Linked DNA regions of Hordeum vulgare: region 2 is linked to region 1. A link is a contact called in public Hi-C data. All regions are on one chromosome and are shown on one strand. The core of a region is the stretch at or near the end of the contact, and the rest is flanking DNA. Distances in the headings are between cores, read along the strand shown.

Region 1 (7,615 bases), core at 2,441-4,940:
GTCTTAGTCTCCGACTGGATGGTTCTGGGCCCGTTACCGACTGGATGATGGGGGCACCTTAATACAGTCGGGCATACTTAAGGTCCTGTCTCTTGCGTGGGGTAGGCCTTGGATAGGACCTGTAGGACAGGCCTATGACCCTACCCTAGGACTATGACCCCATCAGGTGGCTTAATCCATCCATGTCTCTTCAGTTTTGCTTGCTTCTATTTTGCCTTGGAAAAGTTTTTAGGAGAGCTGATATTGCTTGTGGTGACCTGCTTGATTCATAGACATGCTCACCATGAGTGTAGCGGTGCCTTTCCCACCATATATACCATACTGCAGTGGCCACAAGATCATTGCATTCCACGTTGGTCACATGGGACATGGTAGTATTCGTTGACAGTAACAGATCAGCCAACACTGAGCCACCTTCCCTCTCCATTGAACATACCTCATGTACCACAGCTTGAAGCCCCAAGATCCTTCAATTCTATTGTACTCGAGGACACAGGAACATGGCATGTCTAATGTTTTCACAATCCAAAGTGCAAAGGGGACATTAAGAGCTCGTGATGACATGTCTATTTGCGAAGACTCTATTGCAGGGGATAGCTCCAAGCAATGATCTCCATACATGTATTTTAATTTTTGCGGGCACACGCAATTTTCAAATGATACGTCAAACTGGACTAGTACTTGAGGCTTGTATAGAGTTAGTCATCCTCAACTTTCGTCTGTTTTGATGCTTCCATTCTTCATGGTATGCCGATCTAACCGAAAAATTGCCACCCCTATTAAATTGTCATGATACAAAATCATCCATCATTCCAAAGCCAATGGGATATTTAATATGTGTTGCACATTCATAGGCCAAAACAACTTCGATATCAAGTGTTCATCCCACACTCTATTATGTGTATCAATAAGCTCAGAAACTTTTGTGATCACAATATTACCTCTTGGTGTCATTACCTTGCGTGTAGGGCTGGTTGGTATCCAAGGTTCATTCGAGATATTAATTTGCGATCCATCACCAACTCTCCAAATATGCCCTCGCTTGAAAGACCGAATACCACTCCCAAGACTCTACCATGAATAAGAGCTCCCTTTCTTAAGGTTGCAGTTAAGAAGGTCTCCGTCAGGAAAATTGTTACAATGCTGATGTTTATATTTTTTAGGAGTTTAAAAAAATGTTCCCGCTTCAAAAAATGTTCACAATTTTCTTTATCTCTTTTCAAGTATATTTTAGTTTATTTTGCAAAATTCATGTTCCGAACATTCTTTGGAAACATAAAAATGTTTGTTCTTCAAAAAAATGTTCATGTTTGCAAAAATTGTGGAACAATTCAAATAATGTTCGCATTTCCCAAAAACTGTTAGGGAATTTCGGAAAATGTTCTCATTTTGTAAAAAATCTTCAAGAGTTTTTTCTTCCATTTTTTTCGAAAATTTCAAATAATGACTAGGATTTCAAAAAAAATTCCTGTTTAAATTGTTTACATTTTTCAGAAAATGTGCTTATTTTCACATTTTTCCATTGTTTCTTGCTTTATTATTTTTTGAGATATCTTTTTGAATCTCTGGAAAAATAAAAACACCAACATTTTTTACAATTTAATAACAATTTCTGAAAACAGGAACATTTTTTGAAAGTCAGAACATTTTCTTAAATTTTGTGAATTTTGTTAACAAAAGCATTGACAATAATTTTGGAAAAAGAAAGGACTTTTTAAAAAAAATCCAGAACATCTTTAAATTTATGAACAGTTTCTGAAAATATGTCATTTTTTGAAATTTGGTTTTTCAAAAACAAGATTTTTTTCATAAACTTATGAAGAATTTTTGAACAGGAACATATTTTTTTAAAAATAAAACATTGAAATTTGAAAGGAAAAAAAGAAATAAATATAAAAAAAGAAACAGAAGGAATCAAACACAAACACTGAGTTCTCGTTTGCTTGCTCGCGAAACAGCAGAAACAGAAAACATCCTAGAAAGCCCGCCAAGTAAAGGTTTTGTGCGAAACAGCATTAGCTTGATGCAAAGAGCATTATATAGGACCTCCCGAATAGGGGACCTAGCGTGTATTTCATGTGGGCCGGAAGGAAGCTTCGAGAGTAATTAGTTATCGAGCGTTCCTTCAGAAGCATCCCAGCGAATACTTCCATGCGATGTCACTTGGCATGTTCTCAGCCGTCACCACATGCCGCGCTCTGAGCACTTCCTCTGATTTTTTTCCTCACGCGTTTTCTGCTTTTTAGATTTGTTTTTTTCTGATATTTTGTGTTTCGGTTTTCATCGGTCTTTTTTAGTTTTTATGATAAAAAAATAAATGCACGAAAAAATACTTTTTTTTGTAAGAGACACGGTTTTTGCTTTTACATGAGGCACGTTTTTGTTTCCGCGAGAGGCACGATTTTACCTTCCGTGCCTCTCAAAAAGGGGAAAAACATGATTTTTGATTATTATTTTCCTGCGAGAGGCATGGTTTTATTTCTGTGAGAGATACAATTTTGCCTTTGTGAAAGGCAGACCCGTACGTCTCAAAAAGCGGAAAACGCATTTTTTTGCGAGATGCACGATTTTACCTTCGTGAGAGGCACAGTCGTGCCTCTCGGAAAAGAAAAAAATAAATATGTTTACTATTTTTTCTATCACGAGAGGCACGGTCTCTTAGGTTTTGTTTTTTTCATTAAATAAAAAGTTCGTCAAAATCTATCAACATGAGATATAGTTTTAAAGATTTCTATGCACGGTTTACAAGATAAAATATTTTCAAAATAAGGATTTTTGAAAAAAAATTCCATGTTACAACAAATGACACACATTTAATGTGTCATTTATCACAACCTATAAAAAAAAATAATCTTTAAAAATGGACAGTGCTCTGCGCCGGTCGAAACTTTCGGCCGGCCGCGCGCGGGCCGCACGATCCATGAACCCCCGCGTGTCCGCACCGTTGGATCTTCATGCAATTTTTTTTCCCGATGTAGCAAAAATTCGACGCGATGCAACAATTTTTTTGACGGTTGCGACAAAAAACAAAATTTATAGAACAAAAAATATCTACGTGATCATAGCAAAAAAACGAAGATAATGATGCGTGGTAGCAAAAGTCAAACGCCGGTTGTAACAAATATCTACGTAAACGTGTATGCAACTTTTTAGTGAACAATTACAGCAAAAAATGATGTCGGTCATAGCAAAAATTAACACGGCTGTAGCAAAAGTAAAAAACATCGATTGTAACGAAAAATCCGGTGAACTGAAGTTGTAACCAAACATATATGCAGTTTTTTTACTGAACAAATGTAGGAAAAATAGCAACATTTTAGACGAAAAAATGTTGCATGTTCAATCAGTGTTCAGCGCGTGCGGATCACGTTTACTCCTTAATTAATGGTTTCGGGAAGCTACTTCTGAAACTAAAACGCAGAATGCCCCTTAGATGGGCCTGGCCGGTAGGAAGAATCTCACGACCGTGGGGAAAAGCCCTAAAAATTGCATTTCATAAAATAAAAAATAAAAAATGAAAAGCGGTGTCCCACATCGAGCGCGAGCTGCTCCAGGCGGATAAGCCTGCACGTGGTCTGCTCCACGCCATCACCCCACCGCACCCGACTCATATTAACCCTGTCTCTGCCCGTAGACCCCACCCTTCTTCCCCATAACAAGAAAACCTCTGAAAAATCACCTCCCCGTATCCACACGTTCCCCTCCTCACCACCGTGGGGAAAAGATCCCTCCACTCCCCAATGGCTCTCCTCCCCCAAATCCTCCCCTCCCCGCGCCCCCACCCCCACCTCCACCTCCACCTCGCCGCCTCCCCTGCCCATGCATTCCGCACAACGCCCCGCCTCCACGCCTCCGGCCACCGCCGCCGAGGCCGCCTCCTCGCCGCGTCAGGGCCTGGGTCGTCGCCATCGCCGTCGCCCGACCAGTACCCGTCCGAGCCCGACGATGGCCTTGTGGAGCTCCCTCTGTTCCCTCTCCCGCTCGTTCTCTTCCCGGACGCGACCCATGCGCTGCACATCTTCGAGTTCCGCTACCGTATCATGATGCACACCGTGCTCGACACCGACCTCCGCTTCGGCATCGTCTTCGCCGGCTCCGACGGCGCGTCCGACGTCGGCTGCGTCGGGGAGGTCGTCAAGCACGAGCGCCTCGCCGACGACCGCTTCTTCCTCATCTGCAAGGGCCAGGAGCGCTTCCGCGTCGCCCGCATCGTCCGCAACAAGCCTTACCTCGTCGCCGCCGTGCAGTGGCTCGAGGACCGCCCGCCCGCGGAGACGCCGGCCCCCGGGGAGGATGCCGAGGCGCTCGCCGTCGAGGTCGAGGCGCTCATGCGCGACGTCATACGCATCGCCAACCGCCTCAACGGCAAGCCCGAGAAGGAGGTCGGGGACCTGCGCCGGGGGCTCTTCCCCACCCCATTCTCCTTCTACGTGGGCAACACCTTCGAGGGCGCGCCCAGGGAGCAGCAGGCGCTGCTCGAGCTTGAGGACACCGCCGCGCGCCTGCGACGGGAGCGGGACACGCTCCGCAACACTCTCAACTACCTCACCGCCGCGTCTGCTGTCAAGGACGTCTTCCCCTCGTCACCGTCGTCGGGGTGAAGCATCCCCCCCTTTCGCCTCTGGCCTCTGTCCCATCTCGCTCGCCGATAAGGACTAAACCTCCCTTTTTCCCACTTTCCTTATAATTGCACGGGTAGGCTTTATTATTTCAATGTGGTAGTTTAGCGTGTAAAATTGTACGTATAATTCATGTGTATTAACTCAAAGAAAAATGCGGAGCTATGATGATGATCCATGGTAATGATAAGCATTTTGCTCAATGAAAGCGATGCATTCAGTGTGAAATAGGACGGTATTTACTCATTGGTCAGCTCTCTCGAGTGTAGACTGCCATTTCTCAATTGGAATTATGTTGTCTGACATGATTGGCTTACCATATAATTTTAGTTTCAGTTATGCAATGAAATACTCCCTCCGTTCCTAAATATAAGTCTTTTAAGAAATTTCACTAAGGAACTACATACAAAGCAAAATGAGTGAATCTGCATTCTAAAGTATGTCTATATACATCCGCATGTAGTCACCTAGTAGAACCTCTAGAAAAACTTATACCTCTAGAAAGACTTATATTAGGAACGGAGGGAGTAGTTCCAATAGAAAGCTACTCCATCTGTTCACTTTTATAAGGCGTTGTAGACATTTCAGACAGCGTGCAAAACAGCTCAATTTCAGTTGTCTGAAATGACTTATAAAAGTGAACGGAGTAAGAATGGAGTAATTATGTGATGTACGATGCTTTAGCAGGTTTATTCATCGTCAATTGTGTCTGTGTGACCTTACATATATGCATCCATCTGTTTAATACTCTCTTCGTTCCATACTAATTTGAACTAAACGCACAACAAGAATTATGAAAAGAGGGAGTCATTATATCTCCTATGTTTTTTTAGTGTATGATCCCGTAACAGGTGACTTGTTTTCTCCCACGTTCCGTTTTTCTAGAAATATCGTCCAATAAAAGGTGATTCAAATTCGGATGCCATGATGATGGTAGCATAGCAACACTCTTTGCATCCAGGTGAAAATGCAGCACTCTTTCCTGCCATCAAGTGAGAGTGTATCTACTGGCTGCAGATGTTGAATCTCTGTACAGATGTTTTCTGCATTTTCATTTTGAAAGAAGGTACTCTTCAGGCTACAGATGTTTTTTGCGTGTTAATGATTTTTCCATTGGACTAGCCACATAGAGGAAGCCGTTTAAAGATTGCATCGCCTGTTCTGGTTCAGTTTGGTCTAGAGTAGCATCCTGATCCTATTGTGGTGGCTGTTCATAATTCATATTTATCAGTTGTAGTTGAACAGTCGAAACATATACAATTCTGCTGGATTTGCTTAATGTTATGTCCTTTGTACCAGTAGTTTTCTGCGAGTTTTTCTAGTAATATAAACATGACTTTTTGAATTCCAATCTTATGAACGATTGTGTATGTGTGGATCCAGTAGTTCTGCAGATGCATAATTTGTAGTAATTTATTCAGATATATAATTTTGCTGGATTTGCTTCATCTTATGTCCTGTGTACCAGTAGCTTTGATGCATTTGTGAACATTGTATTTGTTGAACGATTTGCAAAATCTGTTTCATCATAATCCATAAGCATTTCACGAATAACACATGTGTGAGATCTCCGGTTTAAGGTTGCCAAATTTCTATGGGAGGTACTTGTTCTTTGTTAGCAATTGTTGGGAATTAACTTGGTTTATCCAAATTGCCGAATATTAGTACTTTCTCAGAAGCAGGGGCACACGTAACCACATGGAAAAGGTGGTAAGCTATTAGTATCGACTAACAGAAATCAACAGATGTAACACGACTTGTACAGTTGCTTGATTTTTTATTTTTAGGGGAAGGCCTTGAAGACTAGCTTTATTACTCAATAAAACTTACATCGTGTCTGCTAAGAACTTTACAATAAAATATGGGGTGGATGGAGGGTTTGCAAGGCCCCAACTAGCTAGCTTAGGGCATGTTCAATGGTTGTATGATGATCGTTGGAAAAATTGCTACATAGATGATTTTCATGACATGACGCATAATAAAAGAAGAGAGAGAATGAAATCGTATGAACTTGAAGCAACGGTTCACGCACAAGCTCCGAGGCAAGCATGGTTATTTCTTCCATGTTTGTGGACCCGCTTAGTTATTTTACATACGATTAATATATACTCTATTAAAGAGCTTGTATGGTGTGTTGTTGGTTATTGATGTGGACACTTATACCAACGATTGAACATACAGATTGTTGAAGATGCTCTTATGAGCCACATTATTTGGTTCTCGATTGCAACGCTCCAAAGTTACTACCTTCAAAGTAAAGCCCTACATTCATCAACAATCGGGCCTGCCCTCATAGGGTGACCTTCATTTGAGCAGATGGAATCCACCACAACAATATTATCCGGATGGAATCCACCACAACAATATTATCCATCGTCAACAAAACGTCGATGATGTCAAGATTATGCACTAGTTTTAGTCCTTCGTGAAGTGAAGTTGAAGTGAAGTGATATTGCTTCAGTCGAGACTACATCTGTGACCTGCACTAGGGCCCTGTTTGGATACTCTAACCTGGTTAGAGTTAGAGTTAGATTCTAACCCTTGAACTAACCTAAACTAACTCTAACTCTAAAGGTGTTTGGATGGGAGGGTTAGATTGACAATAAATGCTTTTTTCAATCATTTGGCTATTTTGGATCTCTCTTTTTTCCTAGACCCCACCTACTCTAACCCAAAAAAGCATCTCTTGGATGGGTTAGAGTTTTTGGGTGGGTTAGATGCATCTAACTAACTCTAACCCACCTGTTTGGATCTTCGAGGGTTAGATGGCTCAAATCTAACCCACTCTAACTCTAACCCTAGGATCCAAACAGGGCCTAGGTTGGCAGTGGCCGCTGCAATGAATCTTTCGCTATTGTCCTGAAGCACCGCTCCACAACCACTTGAGTTATTGCCTTCTTGGAAGGAAGCATCAACATTTAAGATCCCTTGGCATGAGACTACTACCCACAATGGGAATAACATAGATTAACATAGATGTTAGCTAAGGAAAAAAA
Region 2 (7,615 bases), core at 1,456-3,955, 980 kb after region 1:
TATAAGAAATCAACAAAGACTAAAATATATATCATAGATAATCTGATCACAAATCCACAATTCATCGGATCTCGACAAACACACCGCCAAAGAAGATTACATCGGAAAGATCTCCATGAAGATCATGGAGAACTTTGTATTGAAGATCCAAGAGAGAGAAGAAGCCATCTAGCTACTAACTACGGACCCGTAGGTCTGAAGTGAACTACTCACGAGTCATTTGAGGGGCGATGATGATGAGATGAAGAAGCCCTCCAACTCCAAAGTCCCCTCCGACAGGGCGCCGGGAAGGGTCTCCAGATGAGATCTCGCGGAAACGGAAGCTTGCAGCGACGGAAAAGTACTTTCGAGGCTCCCCTGATTTTTTGCGGAATATTTGGGAATTTATAGGCCAAATACCTAGTTCAGGGGGCGGCCAGGGAGGCCACAAGCCTACCCACCGCCGCCTCCCCCTGGTGGCGGAGTGGGGGCTTGTGGGCTCCCTGGAGCCCACCTGGCTTGGCCCAAAAGCCCCCTGGTCTTCTTCCGTTCGGGAAAAAATCATTTCGGGGTTTTTCTTCCGTTTGGACTCCGTTCCAAAATCAGATCTGAAAAGAGTCAAAAACACGGAAAAAATAGGAACTGGCACTTGGCACTGAATTAATAAGTTAGTCCCAAAAAAGATATAAAAGGTACATAAAACAACCAAAGAAGACAATATAACATCGTGAAACCATCAAAAATTATAGATACGTTTGAGACGTATCATGGGGTTTTATAAAGATCGTGATTAAACATTACCACAGAAAGGTCAATGGAACTGCTCATGAGCTTCCGAAGTCAATTGAGCTACTCATGTCTATACTACTGTACTTAGTACTCCCCCCGTCCCAAAATAAGTGTTGTTGGTCTAGTACAAAATTTGTACCAATTTAGTGTTAAATTTGCGACACTTATTTTGAGACGGAGGAAGTACTATATAAATCATTAAGGCTAGCCGTTGTGGGGGTATCATAGCTAGTATCATAGTCTTGGAACTAGCAAACATGCTGATGTGGCAAGTCATTAAAGAAGAGAGAGAGGGTTAGATTGCCCGTAATGGTAGCATCATAGGTAGTATCATGCATGCCAACTAGGCAATTTTGATGAGGTGGCATAGAATTAAATGAAGAAAGAGAGGGTTGATTATCATATCATGATACCGTATCATATTAAATGATGTGCTACTATGTGTCTTGCATGACAATAAATGAACTATCATATGATAGTATGCATTACGGATGTGATATCATACACTAGTATCATATGCAGGATACTAGTATATGATACTACCCATTACAACCAACCTTAGAGTAACATAGGTAGATACCGTATCATGTTAAATGCTATGCTACTATGTGTCATGCATGTCAATAAATGAGATCACCTATGATACTAGTTTATGATATTATGCACTATGAAGGTATTATCATACAATACTAATATATGCATGATACTACTATCTGTTAGTCTCCACTATGAGCAGGGGCGGAGCTGGGCCCCGGGCACCCAGTGCCCAGGCCCGGGGCGTGGAAAAATGATCTAGCTAATACCTATATAGGTTTTTCTACAGGCCCGGGGTGCTAATCACTAAAAGGAAGGAGGTCCAAAGCCTGGTGGACAGTTTCAATCAAATCTGTCGCCACCAGCTCACCACCGATCCAGCATCCACGCATGTACGAGGCACGATCTACCCCACGACCTAATTCTCAAGCAGAACGCATGCACATGTTCCAGCGCTCGCGCCTCCGCCTCTACCGGACGCCGTCGTCCTCGACTCCTTGTCCAGGTTGTTGCTGTAGCGCCGTCCTGCTTCCGGCCACTGCCCTCCTGTTTAGTCCCTTCCCGACTGCTCGTGTGCTCTGTTTGCTCGCCCACTCTTGGCCACCACGCTGCAAGCTCGGCCCCGGTCTCCTCTCTGCTCGACTGCCACTGCTAGTGCCTGACCATGGTATTTTCGAATTAAAATAATTGGTGCATTTATTCAGTAATGTATCCATGGTATTGTGGAACTCAAATTTATGTAATTGTCAATTTCTGTTCACATATTGTAGAAAAAGAAGATGGAGAGATTTTCTTTTCACCCATGTTCGGAACAGGGTATGCCTATCATTTCATATTTGTATCAAGGATAACTATCTCATTTTATGTTTATGCCTTCAGTTATGAAAATTTTCTTTTGATGTATCCATGGTGTTGCCGCTTCTTCCACTGTTGATGAGGTAATTGGAGGCACTAATGAAACAAACAATTGATTTTTACCATGTTTTTCTAATTTTATAACACACAATACTGTCTTTCTGATTGGCGCTTCCTCCACTGTTGATGAGGTAATTGGCCCTTCTTCCACTCTTTTGTAACACACAATACTGTCTTTCTGATTTTTACCATGTTTTTATTTATTTTTGCTCTATCATGAATCATTGAGTTTAAATTACAAAAAAATTGTGTAGTTGAGCCATATTTTTTATGGGGTATCGTTTGTAGTAGCTATAGGCTTGTCGACGTTAAGTTTTTCAATCATGGCGGAAAAAATTTAGGCTCGGGGCTTGCTTCAATTCTGCCTCCACCATTGACCATGAGCAGCCTAAACGATGCAGCAACCCTTTTTCAAATGAATAAAGCTCGCCGTAGGCTTTTTCTTTAGAAAAAAAAAGAAAGGACAAAATTCAGCAGCATAGCTGTATATATCCTACAACTGCAGTTCCGTCTCTTCTCTCCTCGCCTCGCCTCGCCTCGCCTCTCCCCTCTTCGGAGTTCAGACCCCTGCCGGCCTGCCTGTGTCACACGAACCTCTAGAACCCCACGCAAGCACTTCTCAGCTGTGTGCCTCGATCCGAATGGAGACGGGAAGTAGCGGCGGCCGGAGGCTGCCGAAGACGGAGTCGGCGGAGATGCGGTGGGTGGTCTCCGGCGGCGCTTCTGAAGATGATGAGATCGATAGCTCGGACGACGGTGACGGCGGGACAGACACCCCCACGGCCGCCCTGGGCTCCCGTGGCGGTGGAGGCGGCTACTCGGACGCTGAAGAGGATGAGGAGGATGCGTTGCTGCGCCAGCGCCTCGTGCGCACCGGCCCGCGCGCCGACTCCTTCGACGTCGAAGCTCTGGATGTCCCCGGTCTGTACCGCCACCAGGTCTGCCTCCCATCCGCCCCCACTGCGTTGATTAAATTGGCTTCAATTTCGTTGCGCGCTAGGTGGTTGGGGTATTGCCTAGGTGAGGCTGCGTGCAAGCTGTTCGTGGGATTGCCTTCTTGCCCCCATCTCTCTGATCGGTCGATATCTCGTGTTAGAACTTAGACGTTCCTACTTAGCGCGATTGTTTATACGAGCTTGTGGCATGGGGCTGATAAGCTTTACTGGGTTAGGAGTGTTAAGACCATGTATTGTGTGGTTGCTCACCAGGTGTTTGTGCATTTGATTATGAGCTTGCTTTGCTTGGAGTGGGTTGTTAAGGTTCGTTGGGTTGGTTCCTGCGGTGCATGTAGCAGTTTTAGACGGGCTTGCTTGTGCAGTGTGGGTTCTATTGGGTGGTTTACGTCTGTTCATGCGGGCGAGGTGTGTTTGCATCGTTGTTCAGACGAACCTGCATTGTGCAAATGTTTAGTAAACCTTCGGTAATTTTGATGATGTTGCCTTCTGTAGTATCTATGCTGGTACTTGTGGTCTGCAAGCTAGAGTTTGTTCTTAATTTTGTGAAGGCCTAATTAGGTTGCATAATTTGTTTCCATGAAAGATTTATTTTGTTTTAGAAAAGTTAGGTTATGTTCATTGTCCTTATAATACTCATCTTGCTTTATATGAGTGTTTCGCAAAAGCTGAAGCATTTGAAACAAATATTTGATGGTTTGCTCAGACTTCCAGTGTTAGTTCCACCTCAAGATATCCATCAAACAAGGTTGTAAGTTTTAAAATTGAGTTGTGTCGCCATGCCACCAACTTGCCAACTTGTCACGACTAGTCTTCAACTACGTGTCACCTCTATTTGTTGCCTGTTGCTGCTACAACTGCAGGATCAGAGAGGGGAATAGAGAGATTGCTTTATTTTAACTCATTTGGCCTCATACGACAGGCTCAAATTTGGATTTCGGGGCTATTAATGCTGGAAAAAGTGGCAGATCGTGCATTGAGGGGTGGTAGTCTATTTAGAGGTATTGGTGGTGAGTGAGAGAGGGCAATTCCTTTTTCCTATCTTCTTTTTATTATGGTTCTTGGAAGCATGATTTGCGATTTACCTTTTCTGAGGTACCTAATCTAAATTCCTCATGATTTTTTTAAGGCGCACTATGATTACCTAAGAACAGAGAGGTGATGGAATGAGCAATGGCAAGTTGTGAACGACTTATATGCACTATGCCCTTTAGGAGGAATCAGGTTGAATGGACATCCAAAAGATCATGTAATTTTTCAAAAAAATATAAATAACTTTGACACAAGATGCATCTACAATCACAAATTTTAATATCTAAATGATAGGTTGATGAAAAAAATATTCTTTAGGAAAGCTGAAAAGTAGCTAATTCTGATTTGACTGCTCTGCTACAATTCATGCTAGAATATCGAGCGAAACCCTCGTTTCTTTGCATCAGCTACTTTGGTAGCCCCGTTTAATGAAGTTCTTCATTCGGGTCTTGCTGTATTCCTCTTGTTGCAAGTATTTGCTCTAAGTTTTAACTGTGTTGGATGTTAGAAGTTTTCAATAAAGTACTCGGCAGTTCAAACTTGCAAGCCATAATTATCTGAAGTCAGGCCAGAGGCTAAGAAGTGTATCTATGGACTATCCTCTTGCTCCTGCTAGCTAATTGCCCGTGTGTTGCAACGGGAGCAAACATATTTTAGTGATTCAACACCAATTAAGAGTGCCTCATCAGAGATGACATGTTTTTTTTTCTATGGTATGTCCCACATTGACATCGTCGGGTAAGATCGTGCGACAAAATGTGAAGATGATGGAAAGGAAACGAGAGATTTTAGGAGGAGCCCACATAAATGGTACTTTTCCTAAATTAAGGCGATCCTTGCTTGAGGTATTTAACCGCAGTACGCATGCTATAGTCAAAACCAGAAAAGAATGATACTCTCCATAATTAATGCGATCCTTCCGTCCAACACTAGATGATACTTTCCATAAATTAATGGATGCTGTTTTTTGTTTTAAAGAAATGAGTAGGACAAGGGAAGGAAAGTATCAATTTGGTTCAGATTATTTGGCCAAGTTATTGAGCACTGCTTAAGAAGAATGACAAGTGTGACCAAAACTCAGTTTGGTTTCATGCCTGCGAGGTCGACCATGGAAGCCATTTTCTTGTTATGACCATGGAGAGATACATGGAGCAAAAGAAGGATCTACATATGGTGTTCATTGACTTGGAGAAGGCCTACGATAAGATACCGCAGAGTGTCATGTGGTGGGCCTGGGAGAAACACAAAGTCCCAACCACAGAATGTCATGTGCTGGGCTTGGGAGAAACACAAAGTCCCAGCAAAGTACATTACCCTCATCAAGGACGTGTACGATAATGTTGTGACTAGTGTTCGAACAAGTGATGACGACACTGATGACTTTCCGATTAAAATAGGACTCCACCAGGGGTCAACTTTGAGCCCTTATCTTTTTGATTTGGTGATGGATGAGGTCACAAGGCATATACCAGGAGATATCCCATGGCGTATGCTCTTTGCGGATGATGTGGTGCTAGTTGATGATAGTCAGATGGGGTTTAATAGGAAGTTAGAGCTATGGAGACAAACCTTGGAATCGAAAGGTTTTAGGCTTAATAGAACTAAAACCGAGTACAAGAAGTGCGGTTTCAGTATTGCTAGGCATGAGGAGGAGGAGGTTAGCCTTGATGGGCTGGGCAGGTGGTGCCTCAAAAGGACACCTTTTGATATTTGGGGTCAATGTTGTAGAAGGATGGGGGTATCGATGAAGATGTGAACCATTAAATTAAAGCCAGATGGATGAAGTGGCGCCAAGCTTTTGGGGTTCTTTGCGACAAGAGAGTGCCACAAAAGTTAAAAGGTAGGTTCTATAGGACCACGACTCGACCCGCAATGTTGTATGGCATTGAATGTTGGCTGACTAAAAGGCAACATGTTCAATAGTTAGGTGTAGCAGAGATGCGCATGTTGAGATGGATGTGTGGCCACACAAGGAAGTGCAGGGTCCGGAATGGTGCTATACAGGATAGAGTTAGGGTAGCACCGATTGAAGAGAATCTTGTCCAACATCGTCTGAGATGGTTTGGGCATATTCAACGCAGGCCTCCAGAAGCTCTAGTGCATAGCGGACTGCTAAAGCTTGCTGATATCAAGAGAGGTCGGGGTAGACTAAACTTGACATGGGAGGAGTCCGTAAAAAGAGATCTGAAGGAGTGAAGTATCACCAAAGAACTAGCCATGGACAGGGGTGTGTGGAAGCTTGCTATCCATGTGCCAGAACCATGAGTTGGTTGCAAGATGTTATGGTTTCAGCTCTAGCCTACCCAACTTGTTTGGGACTAAAGGCTTTGTTGTTGTTGTTGAACTCTATATACGTTGGTTTTTTGTTTGTGTGGCATCGGTTGAGATTATCGACAAAATCTGCAAAAAACCAAGCGGGGATGGGGATGAGGGGATGAAAAACCGAGGTAAGAAGCGAGGCAGACCTACCAACTCCCCTTTAATAGTAGAGATAATTTTTTGGTTACTTTGTAGATAAACCGTGGAAGGGGAGCCTTAGCACAGCGGTAAAGCTGTTGCCTTGTGACAACCATGAAGTCATGGGTTCGAGTCCTTGAAATAGACTCTTGCAGAAATGTAGGGAAAGGTTGCGTACAGAAGACCCAAAGTGGGTGGACCATTCCCTGGACCTTGCACAAGCGGGAGCAGGGTCGACCCCGAGGGGGGGGGGGGGTGGCCGCCTCGGGCCCCTGAGATGAAGGGGCCCCTCCTTAGGTACCCAGTAGCCCATGGTCCAGCTAGTCGACGTCCAAGTTGTGTCTAAAAAAAAGAGAGTCCATGTTCTGAAAATAGTGAGCATGTCCAGGTAGACTAAGGCATGCTGCGCATTCAAAAGGAAAAGAAGGGCATGCAGATTGCCCACGGCCCCATGACGTTGCCCTGCCTTCTTTTCCTTGCGCCGATGGCTAAGATCCCTAATTGTACTAGCGTCGTCGCTCGGATCAGGAATCACGAGCCGGTAGTTGCCACACCCTGACGCCTAGAACTCCGGTCTCCAAGCGCTGGTTGCACCCTTGTGCTGGGCAAACCACATCAACGAGCACCTCCCGCTAGCCGCCAGTCCAATCCACATCAGTTCATCGATGAACGCCCGATCACCGACGGACTGATGCCTATCCGAGGTATAGGACTATTTGGAAATTCAACCACTCCCGAATATAAAGGTTGGTCGCCATACTCACAACTTCAACGTTTATGCTAGAAATCATTAATTGAACCAATGATGAAGTAACTAATTAGCTTTTAGTTTAGTACATGTAGATTTTTAAAGCTGAAGTCCTGTTAGATTTGATTGAACTATTGCCAGGAATTTTTGCAAGATTTTTGCTACTCCCTCCATCCAAATATATAGGTCCTAATATGCTTTTGATGTT

The links. Hi-C and Micro-C count contacts between places; a contact is called where the count stands out from the background.
Region 2: a contact with region 1 is called in a Hi-C map of leaf, with 4 times the contacts expected there. The contact joins the promoter of LOC123425931 here to the promoter of LOC123425930 in region 1. A contact is called at or near these places in 2 of 6 Hi-C or Micro-C datasets (leaf and seedling).

What each region holds. Positions count from the first base shown.
Region 1 is chr2H:222,839,249-222,846,863 of MorexV3_pseudomolecules_assembly, forward strand. LOC123425930 (lon protease-like) reads left to right here and starts at 3,691. Exons shown (of 1, transcript XM_045109695.1): 1 at 3,691-4,847. The coding sequence starts at 3,741. The coding sequence ends at 4,601.
Region 2 is chr2H:223,818,584-223,826,198 of MorexV3_pseudomolecules_assembly, forward strand. LOC123425931 (probable potassium transporter 14) reads left to right here and starts at 2,706. Exons shown (of 10, transcript XM_045109696.1): 1 at 2,706-3,155. The coding sequence starts at 2,859.